2 separate regions of the Zea mays genome follow, and region 1 is linked to region 2. Evidence: chromatin contacts called from public Hi-C data. All regions are on one chromosome and are shown on one strand. The core of a region is the stretch at or near the end of the contact, and the rest is flanking DNA. Distances in the headings are between cores, read along the strand shown. Region 1 holds the start of LOC100282686 (metal tolerance protein A2). Region 2 holds the start of LOC100192799.

Evidence for each region. Hi-C and Micro-C count contacts between places; a contact is called where the count stands out from the background.
Region 1: a Hi-C map of leaf shows a contact between it and region 2, with 2.9 times the contacts expected there. The contact joins the promoter of LOC100282686 here to the promoter of LOC100192799 in region 2. A contact is called at or near these places in 5 of 25 Hi-C or Micro-C datasets (ear and leaf).

Annotation. Positions count from the first base shown.
Region 1 is chr8:134,589,155-134,594,870 of Zm-B73-REFERENCE-NAM-5.0, reverse strand. It overlaps LOC100282686 (metal tolerance protein A2), which reads left to right and starts at 3,206. Exons shown (of 2, transcript NM_001348966.1): 1 at 3,206-3,394; 2 at 5,213-5,716. The coding sequence starts at 5,213.
Region 2 is chr8:134,319,234-134,325,336 of Zm-B73-REFERENCE-NAM-5.0, reverse strand. LOC100192799 reads right to left here and starts at 3,009. Exons shown (of 12, transcript NM_001137992.1): 1 at 2,889-3,009; 2 at 2,576-2,645; 3 at 2,023-2,151; 4 at 1,800-1,924; 5 at 1,384-1,505; 6 at 1,203-1,285; 7 at 865-963; 8 at 674-787; 9 at 1-21. The coding sequence starts at 2,578.

The DNA.
Region 1 (5,716 bases), core at 1,957-4,456, 270 kb before region 2:
GTCAAAAGACGATTGAAGTCTGTTAGAAAGTTGAGAAACTCCGGAGTTATAAGTGTGACTTATATTTCAACAGATAAAAATCTGGCAGATCCTTTTACCAAGGGACTACCACGTAATGTGATAGAAACCGCATCGAGAGAGATGGGTATGAGACCCGAATAAAGTTGCCATGGTGGAAACCCAGTCTATGTGATCGGAGATCCCGTGAATTAGGTCCTGGGAAGAACAAGCCATTGGTGAACTGAGGAGAGTAGCCTTTGACCCTCTCTAAGTAAAGATGCAATACTCTCAAATGCTGTAAGGCAGGTTGGCTTTGTGCCTTAATGTGTTCTGTTGGCTTGTATTAGCGAAGATGTTGTCCCGCAGAACATTCTTTGAAAGAACACACCTATATGAGTTAGACTGTCTAACGTCGCAGTCTATGAGATCTGGGTGATCTCTAGTAAACTCATGAAGAGACCTTGGAGTACGACGTATATGCTCCACCCGAGAAGGGGACTACTGGTAGCCAAGTACTGGTCATGACTTCAAGTGAAACCCATTCACGCAAAACTTGCAATTCAAGGCATAGTCCATTGTCCAAGTTGTGGGTTGGTGTAGCTTGGAGTTCTAGGCGGAAGTTCAACTTAACAGTCTCTGCTGAAAAAAAACTAGTATATTAAACAGTAGTGAACAGTGGCGAAAACTGCAGATGGACATTTGAGATCTGGTGGGGGATTGTTAGGATTTATGGGCTTGGCCCAATTAAGATATTCAAATAAATCCCAGAAAATCTCAAAAGCCCATACAAGAGGATGGCTAGAGGATAGGTGGAACCGTTAGCACCATATTGCTAGCTCTAGTGGAGTAGAGCTAGCTTAAATATGGAAGCCACACTCACTCACCAAGTCATGGATGAGAGGAGAGAGTGTGGAGAGCCACACGCGCGCGCGCGCTCGCTCGCCTCGCCTCGCCTGGCCTGGCCGGGGCGAAGGGCGCGGGGGCACGACATGCGCGTGAATGGTCCGCCAAAATCCGGCCCCTCGCCTTGCGGGGGCGCGACTACCTTTTGCCGTTTGATTTTTTGGTTTCTTGGCTGTTACGCTTATCCTAACCAATCGCTATAAAATCTCAACTGATTGCGAGATTTTCGTGGGCGGATAAGCACGGGGGTTCGCGGACTCGGCCCTATAAAAGGAGCCCGGCAGCCAGCCTCCAAATCATCCCAATTCGCTTTCGCCTCTCTTCACAGCTGAGCCGCCTTCCAGTTCTCTTCATCCCGATCGTAGAGGTGCATCTGCGATTAGGAGAGCAGGTCTCCGGAACCCTTCGCCTTCTAGATCCTGCACCAGGAGAGGCCGAATAAGGTTTTTGGGAAGCGTCTTCACGCGACTGCTCGTGATCTGATTGACCTCGTCGACCCTGCTGATTTTGCTACTTCGACATCGTCGACCCTGCTGATTCCGGCGCGTGCCATCTATCAGTAAGTCTAATCAGTACACATCATCTGATTTGGCTTGTTATTTCAGTGCTTGTGATTTTGTCATGATTTATATTCGGAATTTAAACTGGAATTTGTCTAATTATTCAACAGAAGCTGGGTGAAAGGAGGAGCGCGTGGAGCTTCGGGACGCCGTATGGGCGGTTGACGCAGTGCTGGCTGCTAGCAAGTAGCAACTTTAGGTTAGAAGTAGATGTTATTTTTTATTATTGACATTTTCTTAGACTATTATTGGGGTGGGCTAAGGTATTGCTCAAGTAATAACGAGCCATATTGGGCCTCCGCCCTGACAAGATCGACTTAAGGATGTGTATAAGGCATGCAGATATGTATAACACTGTTTTGCACTCTTTGCATAGAAGAGTTTAAAATAGCGAGTGAGATAAGGACTGGGATAAGGAGTTTCTAGAGATAGTCTAACCCCATTAAATAAGAGATCTTTAAGGGTTAAGTGAAAAAAAATTCAAAAGACAAATACCTCACTAAGGACATGTACAACCTCATTTCCCTATTTAATATAAGGTCTCTTGAGGGGTCTCTAAGGGTTAATTGAAAAAAAGAGACATGCTCTTCTCTACACGATTCCCCATATATATTCACTGCACTTCACTGACCGGGGTCGCTCTAATATAAAGTGACTGAGGATCACGGCAACCCAACAACACATGGATCTGAGCCTCCTCGGCAGCGGCGGGTGATCAGACTCTGCCTCCTCCATCGCGCCAGAACCCTCCTCCACATCTACAAAGGCAGGGATCTTAGATTGTCTCCAACAACGTCCTCTATATCTATCCTCTCTATATGTCCTTCACAGTCCTCTCTAAAAGATTTCATTCTCTATACACCTTCCTCTCCAACAACATCCTCTAATCATGTCCTCTATACGCAAATACTTATGTTAGAGACATTTTTTTTACATACGTATTTGTTATACTCTCAAATATATTATATATATTTTAGTTTTATTGAACCGGTTGCTTAAAGTATTCAAATGGATTATGGGTATAAGAGATAAAAAACAATATATATACAGAATCCAACAGCGTACTCTATACATGGAGGGAGTAGATGACGAAAATCTGCTCTAAATTACAGTTTAGAGTATAGGACCCCTTGGAGGGTCTGTTGGAACCAGTCCTTAGGACTACTCCAACTACTACACTAACCTTTATCTTAAGGCCAAGATTGTATGTCTAACTACGAATCCTCTCTGTTTATATATGCACGGTTGACACGCCGACAGCAACTTATGCAAAATACTCCTACCGGTCAAATAGCCTACACGCCTGCAGTGCAACCTGCTGTCCTAAGCACCATCCATTCATCCTTCGAATTTGACGACGACCGGAGGACGAATGAAAGAAAGGAAAAAAAGGTATATGGCTGAAGTTATATGTAGTACAGTACCTCGCGGTTTGGTCTTTCCATGCGATTCCGTTTTGCCCTCTCCCTCCCTGCGCTCGATGGCCATGTGGAGCCTTGTCGCCGGCCGCCGCTGGCATCGCAGACGCAGCACGCCCTGCGCTCTATTCAGGGTAGCGGCTGCGCACGACGCCACTGTGGGCTGGTGGACTCAATCATGGGGTGGACTGGGCTTCGCTTCTTGGGCCGAGCTGTCCACACAAACTCGTATCCTTTTGCTGCGCCATAAAACTTTTGTGTTATAACCGTCTCATTGGTTGCAGTAGCAGCCAGCCAGTCACGCTGTTCGAGCAGAGCCCCATCCCCTGATCCCCGTGCCAGGCCGCTCGGCCCTCGACGCCGTGAGTCAGGCAGGCAGGCGCCTCTTTCTGTCCCTCCACTCGGGTCTCCACGCCGCCGCCGCCGCCGCCGCCTCGACCGCCCCACGCATCCGCCGCTCCTCTACCCATCCTCGGCCCGCGGCCCAGGGAGAAGACCGCACGGGCGGGCGAGGTACGCACACCCTTCCTCCTCCTTCCTTCCCTGACTCCGCGTTCGTTCGGTCGGGAAGAGTCGGACGGAGGCGACCGGGAGCGGCGCCTCCGATCTGACTCGCGCGGACAATCGCTGTCGCGGCCGGGTATTTCGTTTCCTAATCTTGCTGGTTGGGTTGGGTGGTTAGACAGACGGATTCATGATGCAGTCGTTGAACGGGGGAAGCGCGAATGCGACCGCCGCCCGAGGGGCGTGGCCGCGACGGATCACAACGAATCTTTCGTTCCTCCGATCCGACAAAGTCCGTGGGCGTAGCGGCCGGTAGCAGGTGCGCACATAATTTGCCACCCCGGTCGCTTTCTTCCTTACCCCTACCAAAGCGAGGGGTGGGATCGATCGCCTTGTTCGTTTCCGCGGCGGGTTTATTCGCCGGGACCGCGATTCCATTGCTCTCTTCTCTCAAGGTACTGGTGGCCGTCCTCGCCAGCCAGTCTGATGGGTTCCGTCGGTAGGGTCGGCTGGTTGGTTGTGTTCCGTCCCATCACCATCCTGTTCCGCGACCTGGGGCGTCGCGTCAAATGCCACGGGTACTGTGTGCCCGTGGAGGGGTCTCGGCAATGATGCTCCTCTGATTCTCCCCACCCGTGGCTGCGCCCATCCGTCTACAAGTACCACCTGGCCGCGCGGTTGGTTCCAATTTCCAGACGGCAGTCCACTGGTTTTTGCTTGCATATCCTTTGTTTAGGCCAGAGTTGAGTTGTGTTCCAACTTCCAAGTCTTGGGTTGCGGAATCGCCGGCCTCGCTCAATCGGTACCGCATCTTATTTTCCATACCTATCTTGAGGAATCTAGCTTTTTTTTTGTGCTTTTGCTTTCGGGGCAGCAGATATTCTCATCGGCCTTGATTCTGCTTTGAATCTGTTTTTGAGATTTACTTGGTTTGCTTTGTTTGGATAGTGTAATGTAGCTGTGTCGAGTGCATATATTATGTTTATGTCCATTTTTAAATGCACTTGATTGAATCTTCTACAGTTCTACCCATTTTTTTTCATAAACTTGATTGAATCTTCTAGGTTGGTTTATGCTGTTGTGTGTGGACGACAAAATGTTTTGTGGGATTTACTAATCAGGGTGACTTGTCTGCACTTAGAGATGATGTCACTTGTGGGAAAGGGAGAGGAAGACAAAGAAAAGGGGGAGAGGGAAGAGAAAGACAATTGTTTTTTCCCCTGCTGTTCTGTTATTTTCTCAGTTCCCTTACTTGGAACTTGATATGATCAACAAGGATGTGCTACTACTGTATGTTTCAATGGATCACAAAGCACATGATTGGTTTCCTGCTTCAGCATAGTCTAACTCGTATCAGTGAACCAGACCCAAATAGCCAGCATATGTACATGCAATAGCAGTTTGATTGGTTGCTTGTTTTCATTCAGCCAGGATACAGAGTGACGTGTCAACGCTGACCTGTTTAAGTTCTGTCAAACTACTCAGCAATCTGCATATTGTGTTATTGAGGAACTTTCTTGTGTGAATCTTTCTTGAAGAGTTCCTTTTTCCTTGCAAGCAATTCCCTTGGCCATACATGAACTGACATTTTTCAATATTGAACTCTAGCTTGTTTTGAGATTTTTACTATCATGACAGTGATACTCTTCTTACAGTTTTGCTCCTTTAGTGGCACAAATAGATTGCCTGCCTCTTCAATTTCCACACCAGCTGTAGCAAGAATTGAAATGCATATAACAAATTTTCTTAGACTGTATGACATTTCAGCTATGCATCTATCATCATCTTTGTTGATGTGTATTAATTTTATTTTTATCTTACTTTCAGATGGAAAACCATAATCCATTACATTCTCAGATTGCTGAAGTGAAAATGGACATCTCAGCATCAGCTTCTGTTGCATCAGGGAACAAATTCTGCAAGGGTGGTGCCTGTGATTTCTCTGATTCCAGTAACTCCTCGAAAGATGCCAAGGAGAGATCCACGTCCATGAGGAAGCTTATAATCGCAGTGATCCTTTGCATCATATTCATGACGGTGGAAGTGGTCGGGGGCATCAAAGCAAACAGTCTTGCCATCTTAACTGATGCGGCGCACCTTCTTTCTGATGTGGCAGCATTTGCCATATCGTTATTCTCTCTCTGGGCTGCTGGATGGGAAGCAACACCGCAGCAGTCATATGGGTTCTTCCGGATTGAGATTCTTGGTGCCTTGGTCTCCATTCAGCTCATATGGCTACTTGCTGGCATACTGGTATATGAGGCTATTGTAAGGCTCATTAACGAGAGTGGCGATGTGCAGGGCTCCCTCATGTTTGCTGTGTCGGCGTTT
Region 2 (6,103 bases), core at 1,760-4,259:
GGCATCTCGACCTTGGAGCTGCTGCATCAAGTGTTGAAACATGTGACACAGAAACAGAAATACTTCCAACAAATTGTGAAAAATAGACATATATGTGTCATTGCAATTGCAGTGATGTCTTAAAATGTTAAACAGAAAACATGACAATTGATACAGAACAAGTCAGTCAAACAATGAACTTATAAACATGATCCAGAACCCTTAGAGAATTCAGTTGTGTATTTACAGCTTGCAGTGGGTTGGGGCAGGATCTCCAATCACCCAAACAATCACGCTCCACTCCAATGTGAACAGCACATAGCTCAGAGGTTCCAGAGGTCTTCTCTTTTCTCATTAAAATGGGAAACCATCTATTAAAAGCTAGTTAAAGCCTGTTTTAACAAGTACGCAATTTCAAACTTATTTTGGTTCCAGATTGGTGTGTGATAATAATACATGTTAAGTTATTCCCTTATCCAAAGGATTCAGTTTTTTCAAGCAAATTAAATAAGACACATTGTATCTCATAAATATTGCAAGAAAAACTTCCCAAACGACATCCTGAGTACCTCCTATTGTACATATAGGTGCTTTTACTTGCCATAATATGACAACTAGTACCAACACAGATACCACAGTCCACAGATTGTGGTTATTATAATGGTCAGAAAGGCTACAGAAATAAAAAAAAAACCTGCACGTTATTGCCATTGATGATTACTCCAGGTCCTCCGTTAGACTTGACGCTTGCACTCTCTTTGATCTTCATTGCATCTCTAACAGGCAGATCAACTTCCATAATAGTGTCCTGTAGAATTTAAATCGGTCATCTGTTGAAAAGGGCAAAGTCATGACATGGCATTGTATAACTGCAGCTGAACCTACCTTCTGGGAGATAGTCGGTGGGTGAGAAGTGACATCTGCAGTTTTATCAATTCCAGAAACTGCACGTTTAGCTGGCACTGGAACCTTTTTAGCCATTTTCTGCAGAATTAATAAGCCCATCAGTGCTAATGAGACTGATAAAAACATTTACAATCCCTGCAGAGATCATCCACATGGTTATGCCACTGAATCACACATAAGCCATGCAACTCAAAAGCCCATGTTTTGTCATTATTCCAGTTAAAATGAGCGAAAGTGAAATTTATAACCAAAGAGTAGTAAATTGCTAAAATCTAAGCAGGTGTAAGGTGAAACAATTTGAAGTTGAGTTTCCTCACCTCCATGTGCAAAGCTTTTATCTCAGAATACTGCTTCCTTAGCTCTGAATTGTTTGGATCAAGACTGATAGCAAATTCAGCATCTATACACATAATCGGTGTATAATTCAGGTCAATATTCAGAAAGTAAAAAAGAAGATTATAAAAAAGAAAAATACAGAAGCATTTTAGCATGGAATACCATCCATTGCCTCCTTAAGCTTCCCAAGTTCTTTTCGTGCAGTAATTCGGCGTGAGTATGCTTTAATATAGCGATCATCCAGATTCAGAGCTTCAGTGCAATCGTCCTCTGCCTCCTTGAATCTGATGAATTACATATCTATAATATAAGACTACAGCAGGAAAAAAAACCTCTTGGAAACGGAACTTCCAGGTTCCACAGGACACAGCAGGTAGGTAAAAATATATTATAAATAGCACAGATAACAAGAACCAAGAATACAAAAAATATGCCTTATCCTACAGTCTCAAATTGCTGGAGCTAATAAAAATATATGGCTTCAGATTAAATCGAGATGGGGTACTTCTAGTAAAAGCAGAACAAATGAAGATATTGCATAAGGTGAAGTGGATGCATACAGTCCCAGAGTAACTTGCCTTCTTAGTTTAAGATATGCCATAGCTCTATTTGCAAATGTGACTGCTGTAGGAGACAGCCCAATACTTCTGGAGTAGCATTCAATAGCATCAGTGAACTTCTTCTGTTTGAAATACTCATTTCCCTGGAAATAAAACATAGGAAGCAACAGGTGTAGCTTAACCAAAGCTTGCTTGTGAAACAGCCTACAAAGCAGGGACTAAATAGCCTGAGTATTACAACCTGCTCCTTTTCCGATGTAGCATCCGGCATTGGTTCGTCGTTTAAGTAGCTCGAGTACTTCATATTGTACAGATCACGGAAACTTTTAGACGAAGTTCCTGAAGTTCCAGTAGATCTCGCCTTATATTCCTGCAGGGGTATTTTTTTCGCTTTTAAGCCAGAGGTCCAAAATTAGGAACGCCAAGCTACCATCCAGCTCAACAAAAAACGGAGTGGGCAAGGCTGCAATAGAAATTGAAGTTTCAAAGAACCAACTACAGATATAAGTTGAAATTTTGGACACATGCCATCTCTGGCAACCACAATAGGGGGATAAACTCCAAGAGCTGCTGCTTAAAGTTAAATTCAGGTCGTCAGCAAACGAAATCTCCACATCAAAAATCTGCATTACCCCAAACGCAAAAGGAGACAGTCCATTTAACATTACAAATCCGTATTTGCCGTATTTGCCGCATTCACCGGACTCCACTAGCTATCTAAACCTCTTGACTGAGAGCAAGATATATTCTCACACTAGTCAAGGGAGCAAGGGGCAGTCCATGAGTGTCCTTACCATATTGCCACCGCCTCCTGCTCCTAAATCACAAACCCAAATCTTGCGGGTTTGATCACCCAATCAGCCCCTGAAATCCATATCAAACAACCAAAAATTATAAGGAGAGGTCGTATATGCATATGTTATTAAGAGAGGAATATCACAAAACTGCCGCACACAGAATCAAACAGGGAAAGATGAACGAGACGAGTCGCTACGTGTGGAGGGCGGCGGCGGGTACGACTCCGATTCAAATTAGGAGAAGGCGAGGTGGAGCGGTGGGCGGCGCGGCTCAAGGAAGAAGACGGAGAATAATTCCGAGTGTTGGTACCTGTACTGCGCGCCGGTAGAGGGCTCGCACAACCCACGAGGAAGGGGAAGAGCTCAAGGGAGGTGGTCAGGTGGAGGCGGCTTTGTTGCAGAGGGTTCCAGCGACTAGTGGAGTCGAGCCGTCGGCCCGGGCCGTCGGGGAAGAAGAACGCTCTGCCTCTGGTTGCTTTGTTGCCTGCTGGTTTCGGGTTGTGGGTTCAGTTTTGGGCACTTTGCACGTGGATTTCCAGCCCAATAACTACACACTACTGTAGCCTGCAAATGGGCAGCATTCTTTTTTACTTCTATTTCAAAATAATAATAGTTGTCTGAGTAAAGAAAATGAAAATATATGTATATATATATATATAATCACCTGCTCAATTGAAAATGGCGAGATTCAAATTTGCCAATCTTCAGAGATTTTCTCGTCCGGCCAGTTGAATTCGTGAGATTTTTTTTCTAAACAAGCTATTGTAGCTAGGAGTGGTAATGGGCTGTATTATAAAATTTAAAAATCAAATCAGATTAGAACTAATCTCTATTCCTATTTATTTTTAAACCAAAATTAATTAAGGGCTCTAACTTATATTGTAAAGAAAGATTTAGATTATGATCCATTACAATCTCTAATTGTAGCCAAGGGGAAGCATACAAAAACAATTTATATGTCAGCCAAACAAAAACAGAAGTGTTTTTCCCTCGTAAAAAAAATCATACCCTCAATCTCTGAGTGAAATAATAACGCTGTGGCATGCATTTGGGGCAAACGGCCTTCAACTAGCAGAGCTGCATAGGCACTGCAGCCTGCCGCCTATGCTGCTGAACCATGAGCCATGTATATAAAAAAAAATATGTGGAGTACAATCATGACCGCCTAGAACACCGCAACACTTGTTTAAACAGGCGGTCACATCCGCATATAAAACCTATAAGAATATATACACAGGAATTGAGAATGGCAAATCGGCCGAAATGCGCAACTCAAGGAATTACGGCAACACAATTGACTGAATCAAGCAAGGTACTCTATATCCATCATTTATATTTATTTTTATAGTCTTCTTTAAAAAATTTTATCCTCTATATATCCTTTCTCTCCAACAACATACTTTAAATCATGTCCTCTATACAAAAATACCTATATTAGAGACATTTTTTATTTTTTATTTTTTGTATACGTATTTGTCATACTCTCAGTATTGTACATATTTTTGTTTTGCTAAACCGGTTATTTAAAGTATTCAAATGGATAGAGGACCGTTTAGAGAAACTCTATATATAGAGAATCCAACAGCGTCCTCTAAATTTAGAGGACTATTTAGAGGACGCTGGAGAATATAGAGGATCGTTTGGTCCTCTATATTTAGGGTAGAGAAGGCTTTAGAGACTATTGCTGGAGCGAGCATCAGGTTAACATGAAAACACAAGACAGGATCTATGACAGCATGGACGAACTAGTATGCCTATTTACCACACATGCCTCCTAATTCGGCGAGGTAAAGATCAACCAGGGGTGGGTAACTATGGATGGCAATGAGGAATTTCTTGACAGGAAATAGCCCCTCGTACTCGTCCCACTTGCGAGAACATTTCTTTTCCATTGTCGGTCCTCCACAGTGCCTGGGATTCTCGTCTTCGTTTAAATTATAATTAGAACATACATTTTTTGTTATTAATGCAAAATATTTTCACTTATACATATTATTATATTGAAGAAAATCATTATGTGTATATCCAAATGAACACATTTATGTAATGATTGATCTGTTGATAAGGTAATTATTTATTTTTATCATTAATTAGTACTCAAAAACATTGTCATATGAAGGTTTAATGGGTCCCCGTGGGAAACAAAGATGGAAAATGCTTCTCGTCCCCATCCTCATTTGCCCATTAGAGAGGGATTTTTCCCTATTTACATCCCCGTGAGAAAAAACTTCTATATCCTCGTTCCCTAATAGAGGGAGAATCAAAGATCAGGACCCATTGTCATCTCTAAGGGCGACATACAGTTTCCTCGGACAACGGCTCCATGGGCGATGGTGGTCAGAGGAGAAAACAGAACCAGCATCAATCATTGGTCGACGATGACTCGTATATCACGTCCACATAGGTCGGCATGTCTAGGCCAGGGAATCTGTGATAGGCTTCAGGGCGACATCTGGATTCTTCGTGCCCATCGCCGATTTGTGTGTGCATACCGGATGTAAAGTCACTCACTCTATAGCTGCTCACATCTACCATTTGAAGGTCCACCATCTGGTTAGTTATTTTTTCCTTCTGTTTGTGTGGGTGTGCAGGTGATGGATGTGATGGAGCTGCAGAGGAAGTGACTTTACATATAACATATGGTATGCACTCAACTTTTTTCCTAACATTCCTTAATCCACTACAGCTCGGTTCTCGGACAAGCCTTAAAAGTTAGCTCGACTCATTGATATGTAACATAATAATAGTAATAGTAATAGAAATAGTAGAAATAGCAACAATAATAATAATAATATTGTCGGCATCGTACCAGACTTTTGTGCCCTCACCAACAGGCACTACCGGAATCGGGCTCTTTACTGAGTGTCTAAAGCACTCGGCAAAGCCTGGAAAACACTCGGCGCGGCAAAGAGAGCTCGGCAAAATGTATATCGACAACGGCTTCTTTATCGAGTAGTTTTTATCGGGCACTCGACAAAGGCTTTGCCGAGTGTCACTCGGTACTCGGCAAAGAAAAGTCGTCGTCACGGCGACTGGTAACGGACAACGCCTTTGCCGAGTGTACTAGGTGACACTCGGCAAAGAGTATACATTTGCCGAGAGTATTAGGTGACGCTTGGTAAAGAGTTTCCCTCTTTGCCGAGTGCCCGCCGGACTAGCACCCGACAACGAGGTCGCCAGCGTGCCCCTTTGTCAGTTTCTTTGCCGAGTGCACTAGGAGACACTCGACAAAACTTGCTCCTTTGCCGAATGTCAGGGCCATAGCACTCGGCAAAGAAGCTTTACTGGTGTCCAGGTGTGCCATCTTTGTCGAGTGCTATGACCTGGACACTCGACAAAGCACCTCTTTGCCGAGTGTTACACTCGACAAAGTGACCAGTATACCCATTTTTATTTGTTTTTGCTATTGCATCCAAACAAACAAAAGATATCACATAATCATCACATATATCACATATACATCACATATCTCACAAAGACCATAAATCAAACAAGTTCTCACAAAGCATTACCAAAATGTTCGAA